Regions from separate parts of the Gossypium hirsutum genome. Here region 1 is linked to region 2. Evidence: chromatin contacts called from public Hi-C data. All regions are on one chromosome and are shown on one strand. Each heading gives the region's core, a stretch centred on a gene start, on an enhancer-like site or on the middle of the called end of the contact. The rest is flanking DNA. Distances are from core to core; before and after follow the strand shown.

The links. A called contact is a pair of places that touch in the nucleus more often than the background predicts.
Region 1: a Hi-C map of leaf shows a contact between it and region 2, with 2.1 times the contacts expected there. The contact joins two enhancer-like sites. A contact is called at or near these places in 5 of 34 Hi-C or Micro-C datasets (leaf, petal and seedling).

Annotation. Positions count from the first base shown.
Region 1 is chrD01:50,357,237-50,362,118 of Gossypium_hirsutum_v2.1, forward strand. No RefSeq gene overlaps it. Among protein-coding and RNA genes, the nearest start is that of LOC107922558, 6.8 kb to the left of the region's middle. Within about 2 kb of position 2,330, at least 8 of the 9 cell types and tissues checked have an H3K27ac peak or open chromatin away from gene starts, as enhancers often do. A contact at or near this core is called in leaf, where this site is marked.
Region 2 is chrD01:50,282,619-50,287,421 of Gossypium_hirsutum_v2.1, forward strand. No RefSeq gene overlaps it. Among protein-coding and RNA genes, the nearest start is that of LOC121214243, 42 kb to the left of the region's middle. Within about 2 kb of position 1,458, at least 9 of the 9 cell types and tissues checked have an H3K27ac peak or open chromatin away from gene starts, as enhancers often do. A contact at or near this core is called in leaf, where this site is marked.

The DNA.
Region 1 (4,882 bases), core at 1,080-3,579, 75 kb after region 2:
AACCCTTCTTTCACATCATCTTACATGTCATCCGCCATGTGGATAAATTTGTTCCTATCAACACCAAGTTAACGGACAATCAAAGGTTTTAATGGAAATGTGCAATGAAGGACTTAATTAATTGTAATTGATAATTGAAGTTATCAATTGGGTATAATCCTTTTTAGAGATTTAATTGGTCCTTTAATTATTTTTCAAGGGCTTAAACATTTATTTATTTATATATCATCATCATGGGATGAAGTTCAACCAAAATAGAGCTTTAATTAGTAAAATGCCAATACTTGTATTTTTAAAAATTTAGTCCATTAAATACCATTGCATACTGCAACATGATCACCTTCAGTCTATTAGAAACTTGAGATTATGGATACAATGGAAGGAGATGTAGCACATTTTCCTGCTAAAGATCGTAATACCAAAAAGGTGCGCTTCAAAGATAAAGGTGGTGACGGAGAGTCTGATTCTGACAGGGTAGTGGATCGGGTTCCACTTGTTTCTACGTCTTGGAGGGACATGGTCCTAGGGAAAGGCAGCATTGATTGGGAAAAGGAATCAGACTTGGCTGTATTTGAAGAAAATGAGGATCTGGAATTCTTAGAGGGTGATGTTTTGAAGTCAACCATCGATGGGATTTTGTCGATTAATTTCTCTGATCATATCCAACAGATATTGGTTAAGGATATGGAACTCATGGTGGTGGTTAAATTGCTAGGATGGAATATAGGTTATGCGGTTCTATACAATCAAGTTAGCAGTTTGTGGAAGCCATCCAGACCGTTTCGGCTCATGGACATTGAAAATGGGTACTTTTTAGTAAAATTCCAGAGTGTGGAAGATTTTGACAAAGTACTCTCTCAGGGTCCATGGATCGTATATGGTCAGTACTTGACCATTCAGCCATAGATGATTGACTTCAACCCACTTCAACCGTACCCGAGCATGGTGTTGGCTTGGATCAGATTGTCTGGCCTTCCTGGACATCTGTACAAGAGAAAGATCATTCTAAAAATAGGGGGATTGGTTGGGAGAGTGGAAAAAGTAGATCTTAATACTATTAGTAGATTTAGGGGACAATTTGCCTGTTTAGCATTATCTGTTAACATTGACAAACCTCTGGTTTCCTAGGTTCGGGTCAATAGAGAAATCCAAAAGGTCGAATATGAAGCCTTACCTTTAATTTGTATTAACTGTGGCAAATATGGATACACGAAGGATTTGTGCCCTCTATTAATCGGAAGCCGGGGTCAAAGAGAGGAGAAGGAGCCAGCGGTGGGTCCATCGAGTTCGAATGAAGATCAGTCGAATGAACCAGCGGTCTTCGGTCCGTGGATGCAGGTTCAAAGGAAATCGTGGCGAAATATTAGGGATTCTCAAAATCAAAGTTTGAAGAAACAAGGGAAAGCGATGCCAGGGTTGAGATTTGCGATGCTAATTAGGCCTGATGAAAATGAAGAAGATATGAGTAAGGGCTACTTTGGCAATTCTTTTTAAAAGTATTTTTAAAAAGTGCTGTGGAAAACTGTTGTGGGAAAGCGTTTTTGAGAAGTGTTTTTGAAAAGTTTAGTTTAAAATTTAAATGTTTAGCATTGCTGTCAAAAAGTGCTTTTGAGAAATAAAATGTCCATTTTAGACATGTTATTATCAAGTAATAAATATGTATTTAAATAATATTTAAATTATTTAATATTATTATATTTTAGTAAGAATATAAAAAAATTATTATAACTTGTTGTTAATATTTTAATATATGAAATATATATTTTAAATATTTTTAAGTAATAAATATTAATTATTTATAAAATTTAATTAGAATATACAAACTATATTTTAAATATTTAAATATAACCATTAAATATTTGTAATTAGTATTTTAAAAAATATTTTTTTATTTTCAATTAATGATTTTAACACATTTGTAATTAAACACCAAGAAAAAAAAAGAAAAGTACTATGTTATTGGAGGGGTGAAAAAGTAATTAAGCACCAAAAGTGCTTTTGAGAGAGGAAAAGTTAAAATTTTTAACTTCTCCTTTTCAGAATTGCTTTTTAAAAGTACTTCTGAAAAACTAAAAATTTTAGCTAAAAGCAACTTATTCTGTGTAATTTTTCTTCAAAAAAAACTTTTGAAGTCAGAAATACTTTTTTTAAGCAATGAAAAACTTCCCTAAATCTACAGTGGCTGGTTTGAAGGAGATTTATGGGGGATTATAGATTGCGTTGGGTAAAAATCAAGAAAACCAAGAAAACAAGCCTGGGGTGAAGGGGATGGTTGCAGCCCAGCAGCTGCAGAAACTGCCCATATTTTGAATAGTCAAAGTGGGCCTTCACCTGATAGCGGGAAGGGGCCTATGGATTCGGGATCCAATATTATGGACAAGGCGTTGGGTAAAAAGCCAATCCAGGTTGATGGGCTGATTGTTCATGGGCTACCCTTTAATCCAGAAACAAGGGTTAATATGAGCAAGCTTCCTACGACTGGGCTTGATATTAAATCCCAACAAAAATAATGCTCGTTTGGAAATTTTCATGCCTGTTGAAATTAGTCCGGGGGAACCCGCGCCAAAAATGAACAATAATAATTTCAATTACCTTACTAATGATTTCCCTGCAGGTTCAATCTCATGTTTCTATCCTATAAAAGCAGTTATTTTAAGTCCAGGTGTTTTCGACCCGAAGAAACATACTGCAATCACGTTCAAGGAAAATGGTGACCATAATATTAATTATATTTTTAAATCAGGATGTGATAATTTTGCAGGAGGTATTCAGCTTAAACATGGGATAAAAGGACGTGGCTCTAGCAGAAAAAAATGAGGTTAGTTGGAATGGAAAAAGGCTAAATAAGATCTTTAAAGAACGAGGAGATCAATTTAAGGTCGTGGGTGCTTTGAGAGTTCCGCTGGCAGATTCGATGAAGTCCATGGTGGAATTAATAAGCACTCGGATTGAAAATGACTTGTGCAAGGACTCTACGGGTTGAGAGGGTACACAGGTCAAGGATTCGGGTTTACCCAGTAAGTGAAAGGTTAGTCTTCTTCCCTTTGATTTAAATTATGAATTTGTCAATTTTCACTTGAAATTGTCAAGGTTGTGTCAGTGTCAAGTTTCCTCGAATATTTCAGGAGTACAACTTGGAGTTCAAGCCTGATATTGTCGGTTTATTTGAAAACGTGTTAGTGGGGTTAAAGCATATAAAATCATAACTAAGTTGGGTTTTCAGTATTCACACCAGGTGGAAGCTATGGGTTTTTCTGGAAGGATTTGGATTGGTTGGAGAGAATCTATTCGAGTATAGATAGTTCATAATCATTCCCATTTTGTACTTACTCGGGTTTCCGGATGTGTGCCTACTCAATTTCTTTACATCGCATTTGTTTATGGTAGTCTTGTCGGCCAAAAGCGTAAGAAGCTTTGGGAAGGGCTAAAATTGACTATTCTAGTAGGTAATGTTCCTTGGATTGCCATCGAGGACTTTAATGCTTTGTTATCCTCTACCGATAAAATTGGTGGAAGAGCTTGTGGGAAAAGGTGCCCTCTTTTTGGTGACTTAATGGAATCTGGTGAACTTTAGAATTTGGGTTTTAAAAGACCCTCTTTTACTTGGCATAGATGAAGGGTTTTTGAACGTCTTGATAGAGCAATTGGAAATAGTTCTTGGATTAATGCTTTTCTAAACTACACGATTACTCGCCTTTCGAAGTTGAAATTGGACCACAGGCCACTCTCCCTCTCTTTAAATCCATATAGTTTTACGCCCAAAGGTCGACCTTTTAGATTTTTGGCTGGTTGGGTTGAACACCTGAATTTTTTAGATTTCATTAAAAATAAATGGGATTCTAATGGGAATATTTTGGAGTTTCTCGATCATTTTACTTCGAATGTCAAATCCTAGAACAAGCCTGTATATGAACACATTGGTGTTCATAAAAAAACTTTTATGGAAGCTTTCAGGTATTCAAAAGGCGATGGAAAACATAGCTTCTGATCGATTAGCGCATTTTGAGATAAAGGTGAGAGAGGAGTTGGAAGATGTTCTCCATCATGAAGAGTTATTATGGAAACAGAAAGTTAGATGTGATTAGTTGTGCTTAGGGAATCGTAACACCACATTCTTCTATAGACTTATAGAGAAGGAAACATAATCAGATATTTGCCTTAAAGAATGAAAACGATGAGTGGCTTTTTGAAGAAGCTGAACTATAGTTAGAGGCAATTAGTTTCTTTAAGAAATTGTATGGGGAGCAATCTGTTGGCATGATGAATCTAACGATTAGCAATTTTCCAAGGCTAGATCACAGTGATCTTCTCCATCTAGGTAAGGAGGTCTTAGTGGATGAAATTAAAATAACTTTGTTTGAAATGTCCCTAATGAAATCATTGGGAAGTGATGGTTTTCATGCTCTATTCTTCTAGAGCTAGTGGGAAGTGGTAGGTGGAGCCTTTTGTAAGTGGGTTCAAAAGGTATTTGTTGGTCAAGCGATCGATCCAGAGCTGAATAACACTCTTATTATCCTCATCCTTAAAGTATCTACCCCTGGGGAATTTTCACATTTCTGACCTATTAGCTTATGTACGGTACTATACAAATTGGTTATGAAGGTGATTGCAAATCTCTTTAGATTTGTTTCCCAAAAATCATCGCTCTCGAGCAGGCTAGTTTCATAGCAGGTAGGAACATTACGAACAATGTTATTGTTGCCCAAGAAGTGATCCACTCTATGAGAAGTAAAAGCAGAAAATGGATGGCCATTAAAATTGATTTCAAGAAGGCCTACGATAGAGTTAATTGGGACTTCATTGATGCTTCCTTAAAAGCTACAGGTATCCCTAATTTTATTCATAATGTTATTATGTCTGCTATCACGAGTTCTTCTTTACA
Region 2 (4,803 bases), core at 208-2,707:
TATTTTATTTAAATAAAAATTCGGGTCACTTAATTTTAACATAAATAAAATATTGATAAACAAATTATACTGTTATAAAAAAGAAAAAAAGGTAAAATGACATGTTTTTCGCATCCCACCCCCTTTCCCCAAGTTTTCCATGTTCTGTATTCAATGCCATTGGGGCCCGCTGTGTACATGTTTCATTCAATCTATGGATTGAATTTTGAAATATTTAATCGAGGAATCAATTGGGTTTCCCACGCACAGAATCTACCAAGGACCATTCTCTTCTTTAGTTTTCTCCAAGGAATAAGTTGCTTTGCCAATTGATTGGCTTTAAAGAAAATAAAACCACCACTCAAAGAAGCACATAAGGGTATATATGGAGACAAAAGCCATTAATAAAACACCGAAACGCGATTAGCAAAGAACCAATTAAAGGTGGTTTATTTGGGACAAATCATACACAAATCAACATATCTTTTGGGGCAGAAACAGGTGCGTCTATATAGGAGACCCTTTCTGGCTTCTGGGAGCATCCTTAAGCTCAAAAAGCTGACCAAAGTGGACTGCATTGTTGGGTTTTGATTACTTTAATATATTATCATATTTACTATACCATGGTACCTCCACACTTCCACATATGAAGCCATATTCCCACAAAATCGCTTGCAGACTAAGATTTGTTTCCACTAATAGCCTGGTGTAAAGCACAAAGTGGGCGGCTTACCACCAACGGATCATTCCTAGAGAAAGTGGTGGGGCTAAATTCAGCACGACAAATTCTACACCCAATTGAAAAAACTTGTTTAATTAATGGACCCCAGGTGCACATACTAAGTGCCGGATTCGATAATATTTCAATGGGGGTATGTTATTTTACTTCCAATATTTTTAGATATATGTTTGAATATTTTTTTTAAAATATACAACGTGAATTAAATATAACTTCAAATTTTAAAGTAAAAAATATTTTCTATTTAAGTATCACATTCTCTTAATTTCTGCAACAACAATCATATCAATTAATTAAAATTCAATTATAAAACATAGAAAATCTATAATATGCCAAAATAATTGTTAAGAACCGAGCATTTAGATGTTCACAAGTTTCAAATAATGTGGAATTCATAAACCCTTCCGATTCTCCTTAAGGTCAAAATATTACTGGTTTGGCTTTCTTTATACATCAAAGAAAAGAAAAGAAAAAAAAAAGGGGGCTAACGAAGGACATTCATTGTTGTTGGATCACAAGGGCATAAAAGAAATGGAATATAAGCAAGATGGATCCTTTTTCAGGTAAGAGAAGGACATGTAGGATGAGAAATGGTCCAAAGATACCTAGAATCTCGTATATGAATCATGATTTGTAATATAAAAATATCAAATGTAATTAGTGTCATTCCAAACAAGGAAACAACCTAAGCTGGATCCCACCAAAAGGGGGATTTGCACTAGAGGCAAAGCGAAAGGACAAAAATAAAAAATTCCTCCAACAGCAAACCCCAATGAAGATTATGGCTTACGGGCGCCCCTCGACAGGTATAGTTCCCATCTTTTTCCGCCGCAACCATTATCTTTTATCACTAAAATTTTTCAGCCAAATATTTAAGTAAACAGAAAAGGATGGTATTAAACAATAATATTATATTATTTGTATGTCTTTTTTAATAGTTTAATGTTAAATTAATATTTTTATTTTAAATTTTAGAATTTTTATTTTTAAAAAAAATCAAATTCAAGTGAAAATTTTAAAATTTAAGGTGAAATTATTAATGACATTAAACTATTAAAAAAAGTTTTTTTTTTATCTTTCTCTTCTTTATTATTTTAAAAGTTCCATTTTTTCTTCAACTGTAGGCCGGTGCTCGTCACTGGTGAGGCATAGAATGGCGATGACCCATATGCGATTTTTTTAATAACTGTTTTTTACGTATTTAAAAAAAAAAGGGTTTCATATATATAATATATTCATCACCGGCAGTGAATGCAATGTCGAGGACGGCTTTTAGATTTCGCAAAACGTATGTAAAATAGTGGCGGTGAGCCACACAGGTGAGGCGTAGATCGTTGATAAGCCCATATGCAATTTTTCTTTCTTTTTTTTTTCTATTATTCAAACGTGATTTCAAGATTTTCAGAAATCGAAAACCGCTTCAAAACAGCTGCGGTGACCATCATCGTCAAGGCGTTGAACGCCGATGACCCAATATGCGGATATTCTCTTTATATGCATTTAATGGGTTGAATTAAAATGATTATGAGATAAAAAAAGAGTTTCCTCACCGCCAATGAAGCATTTTTAATAGTTTAAACAGCATGCAAAGGGGTCCTTCATCCACCGGTCATGCTTAACGAAATATAGTTTAAATTGCATGTAAAAAGCAATTCAATTTATTTTAAAGGAAAGATCAAATTTTTCTTAAACATGATACGACCTTTTCTAATTTTAACATTTCTTTTAATGTTTGAAATTTATGGAAAAATATTTTGAAAAACAATGAAATTGTTATCCACTAATTTATTTAAAACTAACGGCACTGGATATCATTTACTTTGACTCGTATAGAAGCCCGGAAATGAAAAGGTAAGTGGTAATTAACTCATATATATTTATATTTTATAAAATCAGCTCCTAAGGAAGTATTAGGAATAAATAGTGGTATTGTAATAATTTGCAGTTATACAGAATTAATGGGACAAAATGGGTAAATTATCAATACTCTTTTATTATTAATAAAGCCATTATGAAATTTTAAATATAATAAAATTTAAATTATTATTAAATCGTTAATCAAAATGCAATTATTTTTATATAATACAAAGTAAACCTTTCATTTTTTCTTTAAAAAATAATAATTTTCACATATTATATAAATCTGCTTCCTAAGGAACTTCATACAATAAATAGGGGTAAAATAAGTATGTAAACTTAAATTTAAGGGCAAAAATGGATCTTTTATTTTTATATAATAGCTTTTTTTTATCAGAATTATAATTGTTTTTAAAATTATTAAATAACTAATAGAAATGAAATTATTTTTACCTAATATCAGTATATCTTATTATATCTCTAATATAGTATATTATATTCTTTTTAGAATAATATTATTATATCCTTAATTATCCCATAACAGGCATGTAATTTTTTATTTCAATATTTTGTTAGTACTAACATCAACTTTTTCTACATCCCAAGAAAATTAGTTAACTTCTTAGAAGTTTTTTTTTTAATTTTTATTATATGTTCAATAGTTTCGAATAATAATTTTATATTATAAACCATAAATGATGACAAAGAAATAATAACATGATTTTAAGATTGTTGGAATAAAGAATGATATATACTTTTTATTCATTCTTTTATTAAGTAGATATGATTTGTTAATTTGTTGATAATAAATGTAGAATTTATTGTTATATTTTTGTCATTGATTCATTTTTTTTAATTTTTCCCTTTTCTACTTGTTATATTTTTAATTAATTAATAAATATTTCAAAATCCTCTTTATTTCTTTTCCACAGTTACATTTTTTAGTATAAAAAAACAAATAATAAAATGCTTGATAAAAATTTTTCCTTTAATTTTGTCCGTTGTTACATTTTTTAAAATTTTATGTTATTAATTTTGATAGATGTTACAATATTTATTTGTATATATATAAGTATCCTTACTTGGGTTAGGAAGAAGAGTTTATCTTAAAATGGTGTTGCCTCAATGTGTTGAAGTTGACATTTGACACTTTGATTCAAAGGTTTTAGAAGGAAAGTGTGATTGAGCAGAGAATCAACATAGTTGAAGGGCAATATCTCTACGCCCAAAGTTGAACCATTAGAGTTGTAGTTTATAAAAATGTTTGGTAGATGTCAACTTCTTTATTTCAAGTTTGCTTTTTAGTTTTTGTAATTCTTCATAAAGAATGTTAGCTATGATTTTCATTAATTTACTATAAGGGAATGTGCATGTATGAAATATTGTACATTGATATTTCTTGAGTTAGTGACAAATTTTAACAAGGAATTGAGTTAGGATATGAAAGCTCATGCTATTAAGATTATGTTTCTTGGTGCTATATTTTGATCTATTTATATATGACGTTGCATAAATATATTATCAATAGGATAATGAATAAAACAATATTTTTATGGCTTATATCTATCCATATCCACTTTGGTTATTTGGAATAAATAAAGCGGTGCTTGTTAGTTATGTTTTAATTTTTAATGGTTATATTTTACAATTTTAATGAATTAATTTAACTTTAAAATGTTCTTTTCATAGCCAATTAGGTGATTTTTAATTTATAACTAATTAGTTATGCTTGGTTTTTTTATCAATTACTTTTTCTTTAAATTCTTTTTTTTTGTAAGTTACAATTTTTCTTTATATATGTATATATATATTTGTTTTTAATGCTACCATTGCAGAAGCTTTCATTTTTTTGTAAGTTGTTAGAGGGCAAATCTAAGCAAATAGTATAGTTGATTGTTCAAGAGAATAGAAAATGATTTATTTGACCTTGAAATAAAGGGAGATAAATTTGACAGTTTAGTATCATTTAATGAAAAAATACTTTAAATACTAATTTAAAAATCAAAATATAATTTAGGGGTTAATTTGAAAATAAACCAAAATTGTATTACTAAAATCCATCTTAAACAATCAAAAAATTTATTACTAAAATTTACTATAAAATATTACTATAACATTAAAGAATTATAAATTACATCAACTTATAATTTTTGGTACAAATAGACTAAATAGAATTTGTATATACAAAGAAAAATAACTTTTCTCATATATTCTTAAAGATTCGCGAT